2 separate regions of the Macaca mulatta genome follow, and region 2 is linked to region 1. A link is a contact called in public Hi-C data. All regions are on one chromosome and are shown on one strand. Each heading gives the region's core, a stretch centred on a gene start, on an enhancer-like site or on the middle of the called end of the contact. The rest is flanking DNA. Distances are from core to core; before and after follow the strand shown. Region 1 holds the start of DRG1 (developmentally regulated GTP binding protein 1). Region 2 holds the start of PATZ1 (POZ/BTB and AT hook containing zinc finger 1).

Region 1 (6,556 bases), core at 1,446-3,945:
TCCCAAAGTGCTGGGATTACAGGCTTGAGCCACCGCGCCCGGCCCTTTTTTTTTTTTTTTTTTTTTTTTTTTTTTACAATGGCTGCAAACAAGTTTAGAATCAAATTTGTGACCCTTCTCTACCAGGTGCACAGATCTTACACCATTCCTTTTAGTCCTAAATCTATCTTATCTCTCTTGGCTTCAACTTATTTTTCGTACATTTTCCCTTTGCATCAATTTCCTTACTTATTTTTAATCCTGTTGATGATACTGATTTACATATTTCTGTAAGCCAGTGTAAATCTACTTTGGTTTTCTTTTTTTTTTTGAGACAGAGTCTCGCTCTGTCACCCAGGCTGGAGTACATGATCTCGGCTCACAGCAACCTCCACCTCCCAGGTTCAAGTCATTCTCCTGCCTCAGCCTCCTGAGTAGCTGGGATTACATGTGCATGCTACCACACCCAGCTAATTTTTGTATTTTTAGCAGAAATGGGGTTTCACCATGTTGGTCAGGCTGGTCTCAAACTCCTGACCTGTAATACACCCACCTCGGCCTCCCGAAGCACTGGGATTACAGGAGTGAGCCACCACACCCGGCCCTACTTTGGTTTTCTTAACATGAGATCTCACTCTATCACCCAGGATGGAGTACAGTGGCGCCATCACAACTCACTGCAGCCTCAACCTCCTGGGTTCAAGCAGTCCTCCCAACTCAGCCTCCCAAGTAGCTGAGACCACAGACATGCACCACTATGCTAGGATAATTTTTTATATTTTGTACATCTTCTTTCATATCTATGCCTCATTTGTAAGCCCGTAGAGACAGGGCTTTGCTGGTTCCGAACTCCTGGCCTCACGCAATCCTCCTGCCTCAGCCTCCCAAAGTGCTGGGATTACAAGGGTGAGCCACTGCACCCAGCACATGTAAATCATTTTGTATCAGGGCAGGATATAAATAAAACTACAGTACAATTAGACAATATCCATTTGCCTCTGAAACCAGCAGAATAAAAATAAACACGGTTCAAGAATTCATACTTAGAAAATATAAATCTACTTTAGTAGAACATCTTGTTTTTCTCTTTTTAAAAAACTTTTTTTTTTGGCTGGGCACAGTGGCTCACGCCTGTAATCCCAGCACTTTGGGAGGCCGAGGTGGGTGGATCACCTGAGGTCAGGAGTTCGAGACCAACCTGACCAACATGAAGAAACCCCGTCTCCACTAAAAATACAAAAATTAGCTGGGTATGGTAGCGCATGCCCGTAATCCCAGCTACTCGGGAGGCTGAGGCAGGAGAATCACTTGAAACCAGGAGGCAGAGGTTGGGGTGAGCTGAGATCTCGCCATTGTACTCCAGCCTGGGCAGTAAGAGCGAAACTCCGTCTCAAAAAAAAAAAAAAAGTTTCTGTTTTTTTTTTGTTTGTTTGTTTGTTTTTTGAGATGGGGTGTCTATGTTGATCAGGCTGGTCTTGAACTCCTGGTCTCAAGCAATCCTCCTATCTCAGCCTCCCAGTGTGCTAGGATTGCACTGGGCCATCTTCAGTTATTTTTAAACCACATGTATGTACTATTTTGACAAGAATTATACCTAAAAGTATATATATTGAAGAAAAGCACAAACCTTCTCCTGGACCCCCACCACCACCACCCTTTGGAGTAATGAGTTCTCGACGAAGCTTAGCAAGACGAGCCTTAAGCAGCCCCAGGTGGTGTGCTGTGGCCTTGTTCTTTTGAGTCCGAGCCATCTAAAAGGGAGGAATCACAGCCATAAATTAGAAGCAGTGAACGCTTCCCCCAGCTTTGAGAGAATAATTTTTTTCCCGAAGTACTACTAATGTTAGCATACCCATTTTACAGGCTTTAAAAGAGTAAAAAATCCATTCTCTCCCCCATTCAGCTTATTTCCCTCACTACAAAGCAAAGTAAGGCCCAAAGAGAAGAGACGATTAAGGTCATTCCAATTAGTGCCCCCAGACTAAACTAAAACCCATCTGCGGGTTCCTTTTCTACTGTTTGTAGCTGTTAGGACCCATGTGACACTGGGACACCACTTTCCTAACTGTAAAGCGCTCTGAAGGCCGCAGGCAATGGAATCACACATTATCCAGGTGAAATAAACTGTTCCCACACAGATGTCATTTTACTTCCAGATCAGATTACCGGGAGCAAATACTCTCAATCAGGGGGTCATTAGGGTAGAGACTGGGGAAAAGGGGGAATAAGGGGATGCAGCGAAGGATGCTAACGAAAGATTCTGAAGCATCTGACCAAGTCAGAGATGGAATAAGGGACAGGATTCAGTGCTGCTCAAAGAAAAAAAACGGAAAGAAACAACAGAACAGGGGCCAAATACTGGGAGGGGGTACACACCAAGGGCCTAAGGTGCAGGGGTGGGGAACGCGGGCCCGGACAAAGGGGAGTCCGGGAGCGTGGGCGCGGGACGAGGGGAAAGCGGGCCCTGACTGAGGAGAGTTGGGGACTCCAAGTTGTGGCGGAGGGCAGTCGCAACACGGGCCTCGCTGAGAGAAGTCGCGGAATCTAGGCCCGGTCCTGACGCGGCTCAAGGAAGAACAGGAAGGAGCGACGCCACCGAAGAAGGGATGCTCAGAGTAAGAGTGAAGCGCCAGCTGCGTCCATTACCTCGGCTTCTATCTCCGCGATTTTAGCTAAGGTGCTGCTCATCGTGGCGAGTACCCTGTGGCCTCCACACTGACTCCCTTCACACACCCGCAGCCAAACTGCCACCGCCACCCGGCGCTACTGCAGTACGCAGGCGCGGTACTTTCGAATTCTCGCGAGAGATTTCCGCGTAAGGGTCACCGCGAGTCGTGTAGCGCGAAGTTGTCTCCTCCCCATCAGCCAACCCCGCCCCGTCCCGCGAGCCAGTGCGGTGTCATAGAGCCCGCGGGAGCGGGGGCCAGAGAGGCCACCCCGGTCTGGGCCTCCCCGAGCGCGCCGAGGGTCGCGCGCAGCTCGGCCCCGCCCAGCAGGACCCGCTGCCCGCCGCACTGCATGGTGCTGAAGGCTTCAGTGCTGGAGACCCCAGGGCGTGGTGCAAAGCCGACTCATGCTCCGCACCCCTGTTCCTCGCCAGTATCTGCGGGTCCTGGGTCCCCATTTTCACAGCTGGGGTGACACCTCGACTGCCTCCATGGTCTTGCAAGAGCGTAGAGACCCATCTGCAGCCTGTCTCACCCCCTTTGAAAAAGAAAATGCCCCCTTTCTATCATTCAAAATTATTTTTAGGTTAGTTTTGTTTACTCCGAACCCCGAGTAGAGCACATGGGGAGCCCACAATAAGTGCATTCTTGAATGGATAATTCCCAGAGAACTGCTGCTTGCAACATAGCTTGTAATACCAAAAAATTGAAATCTATATTAACACCCATCAGTAGGAAAATGGACAAATGAATAATGCCTCCATCCGGTTTTCGAAATACGATTACAGCCGTTAAAACGTAGATCTGTGGTCTGACTGGATATCCAGAACATGTTAAACGGGAAAACAACTAGCAGAACGGCACCTATGTAGTGATACCATTTATGTTATTTTAAAAATTAAGTGTACATTTATGTAGGTGTACATGTATGAATGTGCATTGTTTAAAGGCCTAAACAGAAAAATACATCAGAAGCTGTTAACAGTGGGATGGGATGCGAGGAAAGTGCCTTTCACATTTTATTCCACGGAATTTTGAAGTTAAATTTTTACAAGATGAATGTATCCATGTATTACCATTTCAAAAGACTCCTCTTCCCCGTGTCTTATGAGGAGGAAGCCAGGACATCCAGGAACTGTGTGGTGGTTTTGAAAGCGGTTTGCCTCAGGATCAATGGGTTGTTTTGATAGATTGATTATTCCAGTGGGAGTCGACAGGCCAGGCTTAACCCACAGGGCTGGCCTCCACCCAGCACGGGGAGGGAAGTTGAATTTAGTTAAATTTGTAAACAAGAACTATTCTAACCTCCCAGAGACAAAAAAGGGAGGTTTTTTTGGTGCATAAAGGGGGAGAAACAGAAAGGAAAGCTTTTACAGAAGGTCCCCAAAGGGCCGAAGAGAGTTTCTTCTTTCTTTTCTTTAACCTCAGCCTTTTTCATAAATAAATTAAGGGATGATGAGGTAATTAGATCCCACACCATTAGCAATGGAGGAGGGAAGAGGAGGAGGTCCAGCTGGAATGGGACATAATCAAAGATCAATCTTAAAAGACAGATAAAATCAAATCAGCAGGCCTATCCTACCTTGAAGTACTTAAGGAATTAATTGGCTGACAATATCAAGGGCATCACTGCTCTGTGAGTAGGTGCCCCTTAGTAAATCTGTTATATGAGGCCTACAGATAAGCACTTACTGCTCAAAGACACCCTAGGACCCACCTTGGGGCCCTGAACTGTCAATAGGCACCAAAGAGTAATACTCATTTTCCCCAGAGTCCTGGGTGGCCATCCTATTCATGCAATGATTATCTACGGTGCTCCAACTGCTGCCTGGCACTGTGACAACACTGGGGACAGAGCAGAGAGTGAATCAGATATGCTCCTGCACATAAGAAGTATCCAGGCCGGGCGAGGTGGCTCACGCCTGTAATCCCAGCACTTTGGGAGGCCGAGGTGGGTGGATTACCAGACATCAGGAGTTCGAGATCAGCCTGGTCAACATGGTGAAACCCCGTCTCTACAAAAAATACAAAAATTAGCCGGATGGTAGTGGCGTGCACCTATTATCCCAGCTACTCTGGAGGCTGAGGCACGAGGATTGCTCGAACCCAGGAGACGGAGGTTGTAGTGAGCGGGGATGGCGCCACTGCACTCCAGACTGGCAACAAATCAAGACTCTGTCTAAAAAAAAAAATATATACAAAAATTACCCGGGCATGGTGGCAGGTTCCTGTAATCCCAGCTACTCAGGAGGCTGAGACAGGAGAATCGCTTGAACCCGGGAGGCAGAGGTTGTAGTGAGCCGAGATCATGTCATTGCACTACAGGCTGAGCCAGGACGACAAGAGCAAGATTCCATCTCAAGGGAAAAAAAAGAAGTATCCAGGCTGGGAGGCCAAGGCCAGGACCTTAGGTTCAGCTCCTAAGAGCCATAGCTACCCCATGTCTGTTAAGTACCAACTGCAGCAGGGAGGGCCCATTTGGTCATACCAGTAAACCACCAGTACCTTGGTACTAAATGTGTAAAAAATAAATAGGCCGGGGACAGTGGCTCACAGTTTAATCCCAATGCTTTCAGAGGTTGAGGTGGGAGGATCACCTGAGGCCAGGAGTTCAAGACCAGCCTGGGCACTGAAGCCAGGAGTTCAAGACCAGCCTGGGCAACATAGGGAGACCCCCATCTCTATTAAAAAAAAAAAAAAAAAAATTACATTAGCCAGTCTACAAAAAGTTTAAAATTTAGCCAGGCGTGGTAGCGCATACCTGTAGTCCCAGCTATGCGTGAGCTGAGACAGGAGGATCACTTGAACCCAGGAGCTCAAGGCCACAGTAAGCCATGATCAGATCACTGCACTCCAGTTTGGATAACAGCAAGACCCTGTCTCAAAAAAAAAAAAAAAAATTATTCAGGCTTGGTGGCCCGCACCTGTAGTCCTAGCTACTGGGAAGGCTCAGGCAGGAGGTTCACTGGAGCCCAGGACTTTGACATTACAGTGAGCTATGATCCCACCACTGCACTCCAGCCTGAGTGATAGAGTGAGAAACTGCCTCTAAAATAAATAAATAAATAAATAAATAAAACAAAGATTGACAGAAAATCTTCATCTCTTGCTGAGACACTCCCACCATACCAAAACAATTACATGTGGTCAAATATACAGGCTTTCTCTGGCACTGTTTTACTTCTGTGATTCCCATTAAACCATGATTCCTAGCCAGGTTCGGTGACTCATGCCTAGCTCACTCCCAGCACTTTGGGAGGCCAAGGCAGGAGGATCGCTGAAGCCCAGGAGTTTGAGACCAACCTGGGTAACACAGCAATACCTCATCTCTATAAAAATAACAAAATTAGCTGGGTACAGTGGGCAACATGATGAAACCCCATCTCTACAAAACATCAGTGTGGTGGTGTAATCTTAGCTACTCGGGAGGCTGAGGTGGGCCCAAGAAGACAAGGCTGCAGTGAGCTGTGATCATGCCACTGCACTTCAGCCTGGGTGACAGAGTGAGACCCTGTTTCAAAAAAACAAACCAGACAAAAAAAAAAAATGAAAAAAAGAAAACAAAAAAGACATGACCCCATGAGGAAGGAATGATACTGTATCTATCTCCAGCACCAGCAGACGTGCGGCTACAACAATCTCTTGAAAAATATTTACAAAATGGAAATTTTAAGAAAGAGAGAAATTTTTTTTTGCAAGAAGCAGAAAAGATGTTTGAAGCGATGTATATCCCAGTTACTCTGATTTTATGACACATTGTATACATGTATCAAAATATCACATGTAGCCCCAAAATATGTACAACTATTAAATATCAACAAAAATTGTAGAATAAAATAAAATAAAAAGAAAGAAATTATTTAATTTTTTTCTAAGTAGTCTGTATATGTTATTATAGACACCTTAGTAAT
Region 2 (6,427 bases), core at 3,599-6,098, 54 kb after region 1:
AGCCTGTAATCCCAGCACTTTGGGAGGCCGAGACGGGCAGGATCACGAGGTCAGGAGATCGAGACCATCCTGGCTAACACGATGAAACCCCGTCTCTACTAAAAGATACAAAAAACTAGCCGGGCGAGGTGGCGGGCGCCTGTAGTCCCAGCTACTCCGGAGGCTGAGGCAGGAGAATGGCGTGAACCCAGGAGGCGGAGCTTGCAGTGAGCCGAGATCCGGCCACTGCACTCCAGCCTGGGCGACAGAGCGAGACTCCGTCTCAAAAAAAAAAAAAAAACAAAACAAAAAAACAAAAAAACAACAAAAAAACCCCAGAAATACACATATGTAGAAAAAGACCAGAAGGAAATGTTGGCAGCACTTGACTCTTGGTGGTGAAATTACAGATCTTTATTTAATTTCTCTTCTTTGTGCTTTTGTGTATTTTCTACATTTTCCACAATGCACATAGCACTTTTACAATCAGGGAAAAACAATAACAACAAAAAAAATGCAATGTAAATCCTGAGAGGAGCTATCACCTGCATTTGGGCTCTTGGGGGGATGGTCCAGGGGAAGTGGATTTAGCACAGCCTGGAAGATTGGGAGAATGTGAACTAGGGAGGGGAGCCAGGTGAAGCCTTTTTGTTCCTTGGTTTTTGTCTGTCTCCTCTGGACTACGGGTTCCTTGAGGGCAGGATCTGTGGTCTGGCTTGTTCACTGCTGTATCCCTAGCATCTTACAAAACAAAAGCCTGGTGCTTAGTAGGTAATCAATAAATACAAATCTAGTGAATGAATACATGACCTTGACAGCTCTGCTTAGCCTAGGAGACAAGGATGTTCTCAGTTCGCTGTCCAGCTGGTCTGCTGCCAAAACTGAGGTGCACGGTTTCCATGGCAACAGAAGAGGGCCCGACAGGCCAGCAGCAGGAGGCAGATGCAGGGATTGTGAGCTCTGCATGTTTTCAAGGTGTGGCCTAGAAATCGGGAACATGGCAGTAGGTTCTTTCAACAGATGTTGAGAGAAAAAAAGCTTCATAAATACGGCTCAGTTGTTCACCAGGCAGGTTTGTCAAGTCAATCAATGAAAAACTCGGGCAAGTAGTCGAGGTCTTTAAAGGTGACATGGGAGGCTCTTAGTGTTTGAAAGGCTAGGAACTCAGGAAAGTTTGGTTTTAGTCTAAACTCTGACTAAGGGTGTGACCTTGGGCAAATTACTTAACCTCTCTGGGCCTCATTCATAAAATGAGGTTTGACCAGCACTAAAATTATTTATAAAAAGACATGTGTGGTAGGAATGTAAAATGGTGGAGTCACTGTGGAAGAGTCTGGTGGTTCCTCAGTAAGTTATACATAGGATTACCCAGCAATTCCACTCCTAGGTATACACCCAAGAGAACTGAAGATAGGCACTCAAATAAATACTTGTGCACAAATGTTCATAGTTGCACTATCCATAATAACTAAAAGGCATCAATGGATGAATGGATAAAGGCAGTTTATCCATACAATGGCGTATCATTCAGCCAGTCATAAAAAGGAATGAAGTATTTATACATAATACAACATGAATGAACCTTGAAAACATTACGTTAACTGAAAGAAGCCAGACCCAAAAGGTCACATACAGTATTGTATAATTCCATCTAAATAAAATATCCAGGCGGGGCATGGTGGCTTATGTGTATAATCCCAGCACTTTGGGAGGCTGAGGTGGGCAAATCACCTGAGGTCAGGAGTTCAAGACTAGTCTGGCCAACATGGCAAAACCCCATCGCTACTGAAAATACAAAAATTAGCTGGGCATGGTGGCGTGAGTCTGTAATCCCAGCTACCTGGGAGACTGAGGCAGGAGAATCGCTGGAACCCAGGAGGCAGAGGTTGTAGCGAGCCGAGATTGCACCACTGCACTCCAGCCTGGGTGACCGAGTGAGACTTTGTCTCAAAAAGATAAAAAATAAATAAATAAAATATCCAGAATAGGTAAATCCATAGAGACAGAATGCAGATTGGTGGTTGCCAGGGGATGGAGGGAGAAGGGAATGGAAAGTGACTTATTAATGTGTATGGAGTTTTCTTTTGGGATGATAAAAATGTTTTGCAACTCGACACAGGTGCTGGTTGCACAACATTGTAAATCTACTAGGTGCTAGTCAATTATACACTTTAAAATTGTTAATTTTATGTCATGTAAATGTTACATAAAAAAAAAAAGACATGTTCTGCAAGCATGCCTTTTCGCCTGAAGTTACATAATGGATTCCTGGGAGCCTGAGAGATGGGCAAGACTGAGAGTAATGGATGAAGTGGAGAGGTTACTCCCACCCCCACAATCACACTGCCAAGGTGACATTTGGATAAAAGCTCCCAGGTGGGATCAGAACGGCATCTGGACTGTCTCTGGCCACTTCCCCAAGGTAGGATCCCGGGCCACCCTGGCTCCTTGACCCTCAAGCTGCCTATCTGCAAAACAGGGCTGATGCATGTTCCCTGTTTTCCTTAGAGGACCATGGATGAGGGTCCTGAGAGCACCCTATGAACCCACCTTCACAGGGTGAACCCGTTGGATGGGGCCAGTCATGGCACCCTGTTTTCTAAGTATAGCAGGCAGAGAGTCAGTTCCTGGTTCAAGTGGAGCCATGGAAGGGTGACAGGTTTCAGAAGCCACTGGTGAGAAAGGGGTAGTTTTAGCAGTTTGAATCCTGGCTCCATCACTATCTGTGTGGCCTTGGGCAGGTTACTCCTTACCCAGTTCCAATGGTAGAATGGGAATATCTACACCTACTATGGAGAGACGATGTGTGTATACACTGGACACTCAGAGCAAATCCTTCTTTATCTCTTTTTTTTTTTTTTTTTTAAGACAGTTTCACTCTTGTTGCCCAGGCTGGAGTGCAATGGCGCGATCTCGGCTCGCCGCAACCTCCGTCTCCCGGGTTCAAGTGATTCTCCTGACTCAACCTTCCGAGTAACTAGGATTATAGGCATGTGCCACCACGCCCGGCTGATTTTTTGTTTTTAGTAGAGACGGGGTTTCTCCATCTTGGTCAGACTGGTCTCGAACTCCCGACCTCAGGTGCTCCGCCCACCTCAGCCTCCCAAAGTGCTGGGATTACAGGCGTGAGCCGCCGCGCCCGGACCCTTTCCCAGCAGCTCTCTCAAAAATAAAACGTGCCAGTTCCCAAAATCCGCCCAAGAAAGCTGTGGCTCAGAGCAGGAGTCACTAGCCCAAGGTGACAGTGAGTCTGGGCTTAGGACACAGAACTCCTGGCTTCATGTCCAGGGAACTTTCTTCAAGCCTCTAAGGCTCATTCATTCTCTCCAACAGAGTTTGGCATATACTATGCCCTAGAGCGGAGGTGTGCAAGACAGGTGCTGCTGTCCCCGTGTACAGGTTAAGTAACAGTCAGTTTAACTGAATCTCAGGGAGGCCAAGTGACTAAGCACTGGGACACAAAACCAGAAGGTAGATGTCTCGATTTTGAACTCGGATCAAACGCCAGGGCAACGCCCGGAAGCCTCAGGGCGCGCGTGGCTGGGCGCGAGCTCGGCGCGTATCGGTGGGAATCCCGAGCGGAGTTGGAAGCCGGGCCCGTTCATTTGCATGCTAATACCCAGAATGCTTTTCCCCCGCACACCGCTTCTCTTAATGGAAGCGCTCAGTTTGGAACCGTGGAAAGTTTGGAACACATACTTCGCTCCCTCTTTGCAACTGTGGGAACTTCCCGCCCGCACACGCGGCGCCTGCTGCCTGGGGCTCTGCGCCAGGCGGCCGCCAGCGCTTCCTGGGAAGGCAAACCTTGGTGTACAACTCTAGCGCGGTAGCATCCCCGGGCGGGCCGGGGACAAAGCGCCGAGGCCTGGCGGCAGGGCCCATAACCAGAACACCCGGCGTCTCACAGGGCTGCGGGCGCTGGGGATGCTCCCGGCTTGGAGAGGCCCGAGAGTGTCCCCGACTCCTCCGGCACCCCCACTTCCCCGAGAACTGCTGGGGCTTCCGGGGGTCCCTGCCCCGTCCATCGCCCTCATATTGTCGCCTCCCGGAGCTGGTGACTTCACGCTCCCCGGGGACAAAGCTCGGCGTGCTGGGTTTGGGGGAGAAGCTGGACGCTGGCCTCATCTCCCCAGCTCTTCCGGGCGCGTAGCCCATCAGTTCGGTCCATGTACCGGGTGCAGAAGGAGCTCCGGAGGTTCGGCCTGTCTCCGGCCAGGACCCCGGGCCCTCTCTGGTGTTTGAAGCAGGGAGGCGGTCGCAGGCGACTTCTGGGGATTTCGCGCATGAAAGCGGGGCTCCGAAGGGTGGACGACGCCCGCTCGACCTGCGAGTGCGCATCGCAGGCTGGGGGGCCCGGATCCGCACCCCTCAGTTCCTGCCCCCCCAACCCTGCTAGCCGCCACTCTCAGCGGGCAGGGGAGGGGCAGTGGGAGCTGGTTTGCTGGCTCGGCGCTTCGTTTGCATTGGTCCGGGGGGGCTGAGACTGCAGCCCCCGGCCCCGCGGGCGGGGTGGGGAGGCGGGGGCCGGACGGGGGCTCAGGCTGCTCTAGCATTGGCGGATCTGGGGAATGGGGAGGGGGGGCAGGAAGCGGGGGGAGCAGAGCTGCGGGGGGGGTGTATAAATAGGGAAGGGGGGATGTGCATCCTCGGCTTGGTGAGGGGGGGGGGCGCTCGGCACAAAGAAAGTGGAAAGTTTGCAGCGCGAGGCGGCCCGGACTAGACATCCGGGCGCGCACGTGCAAGGCCGGGGGCGCCAGGGGCCCCCCACTCTGAGCTCGCCGTTTTTTTTTCTGCAAGCGAGGGGGGGGTGTTGTTGGTATCGCCCCCTCCTTCTCCTCCCCCCAGGGGTGAAAGTGCAAGAGGAAGTGCAGCCGCTGCCATCTTTCCTCCGCTCCGAACACACGGAGCCCGGGGCCGCAACGCCGCCGCTCCGCCGCCGCCTTCTCCCGGCCCGGGGAAGGGCCTACTCTGCCGCCGCCGCCGCCGCCCGCCCGCTCCAGCCGCCGCCGCCGCCACCGCCCTCCAGGCTCCGGGACCCGGCCCGCGCCACCGCCCCCGTGCGCGCCCCGCCGCCGCCTTCGCCTTTTGTTTCCTCCGCTCCGGCGCCCCCGCCCCGGCTCGCGCTTTGCAGGGGACGCAGCGCGCGCCCCCAGCGGGCCCGGGAAAAGCCGCGGCGCGCGCGCGCGCCTGCGCGGCGGACCCCCTCCTTCTCCTCCCCGCGTGCGCGTGCCCCTCTTGGCTGCGCGCCGGCGCCGCCTGGCGGGCGGGAGGGGAGGTGGCAGGCGCGTTTGCAGGAGGGGCGCACCTCTTCGCTCGCGCACCCCCCCGGAAGGTAGACCGGGAAGGGGAGGCGGGCGGGCGGAGAGGAGAGAGCGGCGCGCAGTCCAGCGAGGGCGGGGGTTGGCTATGTGGGGGATGGTGGTGCACCCCGCAGTCTAGACAGTCCGATCCGGGCTGGGGGCGTGTACGCTTGGCGCACCTGCGAGACTACAGAGCCCCGGGCCGGCACGTGTGGGGAGTGTGGACACGTCTGCTGTGCCCCGCTTCTCGCTGCCTAGGGGAAGGGAGGGGGCGGGCAGGTGCGGCGGCCGGGCTAGTGGGAGGGGGCGGCGGCCATGGAGCGGGTGAACGACGCTTCCTGCGGCCCGTCTGGCTGCTACACGTACCAGGTGAGCAGACACAGCACGGAGATGCTGCACAACCTGAACCAGCAGCGCAAGAACGGCGGGCGCTTCTGCGACGTGCTGCTGCGGGTAGGCGACGAGAGCTTCCCAGCGCACCGCGCCGTGCTGGCCGCCTGCAGCGAGTACTTTGAATCGGTGTTCAGCGCCCAGTTGGGCGACAGCGGAGCTGCGGACGGGGATCCGGCTGATGTAGGGGGCGCGACGGCAGCCCCAGGCGGCGGGGCCGGGGGCAGCCGGGAGCTGGAGATGCACACTATCAGCTCCAAGGTATTTGGGGACATTCTGGACTTCGCCTACACTTCCCGCATCGTGGTGCGACTGGAGAGCTTTCCCGAACTCATGACGGCCGCCAAGTTCCTGCTGATGAGGTCGGTTATCGAGATCTGCCAGGAAGTCATCAAACAGTCCAACGTACAGATCCTGGTACCCCCTGCCCGCGCCGATATAATGCTCTTTCGCCCCCCTGGGACCTCGGACTTGGGCTTCCCTTTGGACATGACCAACGGGGCAGCCTTGGCAGCCAACAGCAATGGCATCGCGGGCAGCATGCAGCCAGAGGAGGAGGCAGCTCGGGCGGCTGGTGCAGCCATTGCAGGCCAAGCCTCCTTGCCTGTGTTACCTGGGGTGGACCGCTTGCCCATGGTGGCTGGACCCCTATCCCCACAACTGCTGACTTCCCCATTCCCCAATGTGGCATCCAGTGCCCCTCCCCTGACTGGCAAGCGAGGCCGGGGCCGCCCAAGGAAGGCCAACCTGCTGGACTC

The links. A called contact is a pair of places that touch in the nucleus more often than the background predicts.
Region 2: a contact with region 1 is called in a Hi-C map of cortical neurons, with 2.9 times the contacts expected there. The contact joins the promoter of PATZ1 here to the promoter of DRG1 in region 1. A contact is called at or near these places in 3 of 14 Hi-C or Micro-C datasets (cortical neurons, fetal cortex germinal zone and liver).

What each region holds. Positions count from the first base shown.
Region 1 is chr10:20,111,961-20,118,516 of T2T-MMU8v2.0, forward strand. It overlaps DRG1 (developmentally regulated GTP binding protein 1), which reads right to left and starts at 2,696. Exons shown (of 9, transcript NM_001266937.1): 1 at 2,626-2,696; 2 at 1,607-1,730. The coding sequence starts at 2,667. LOC144331800 (a long non-coding RNA gene) reads left to right here and starts at 45. Exons shown (of 2, transcript XR_013399300.1): 1 at 45-293; 2 at 1,388-2,749.
Region 2 is chr10:20,163,439-20,169,865 of T2T-MMU8v2.0, forward strand. It overlaps PATZ1 (POZ/BTB and AT hook containing zinc finger 1), which reads left to right and starts at 4,849. Exons shown (of 5, transcript XM_077949972.1): 1 at 4,849-4,902; 2 at 5,587-6,427. The coding sequence starts at 5,595. It also overlaps the pseudogene LOC718409.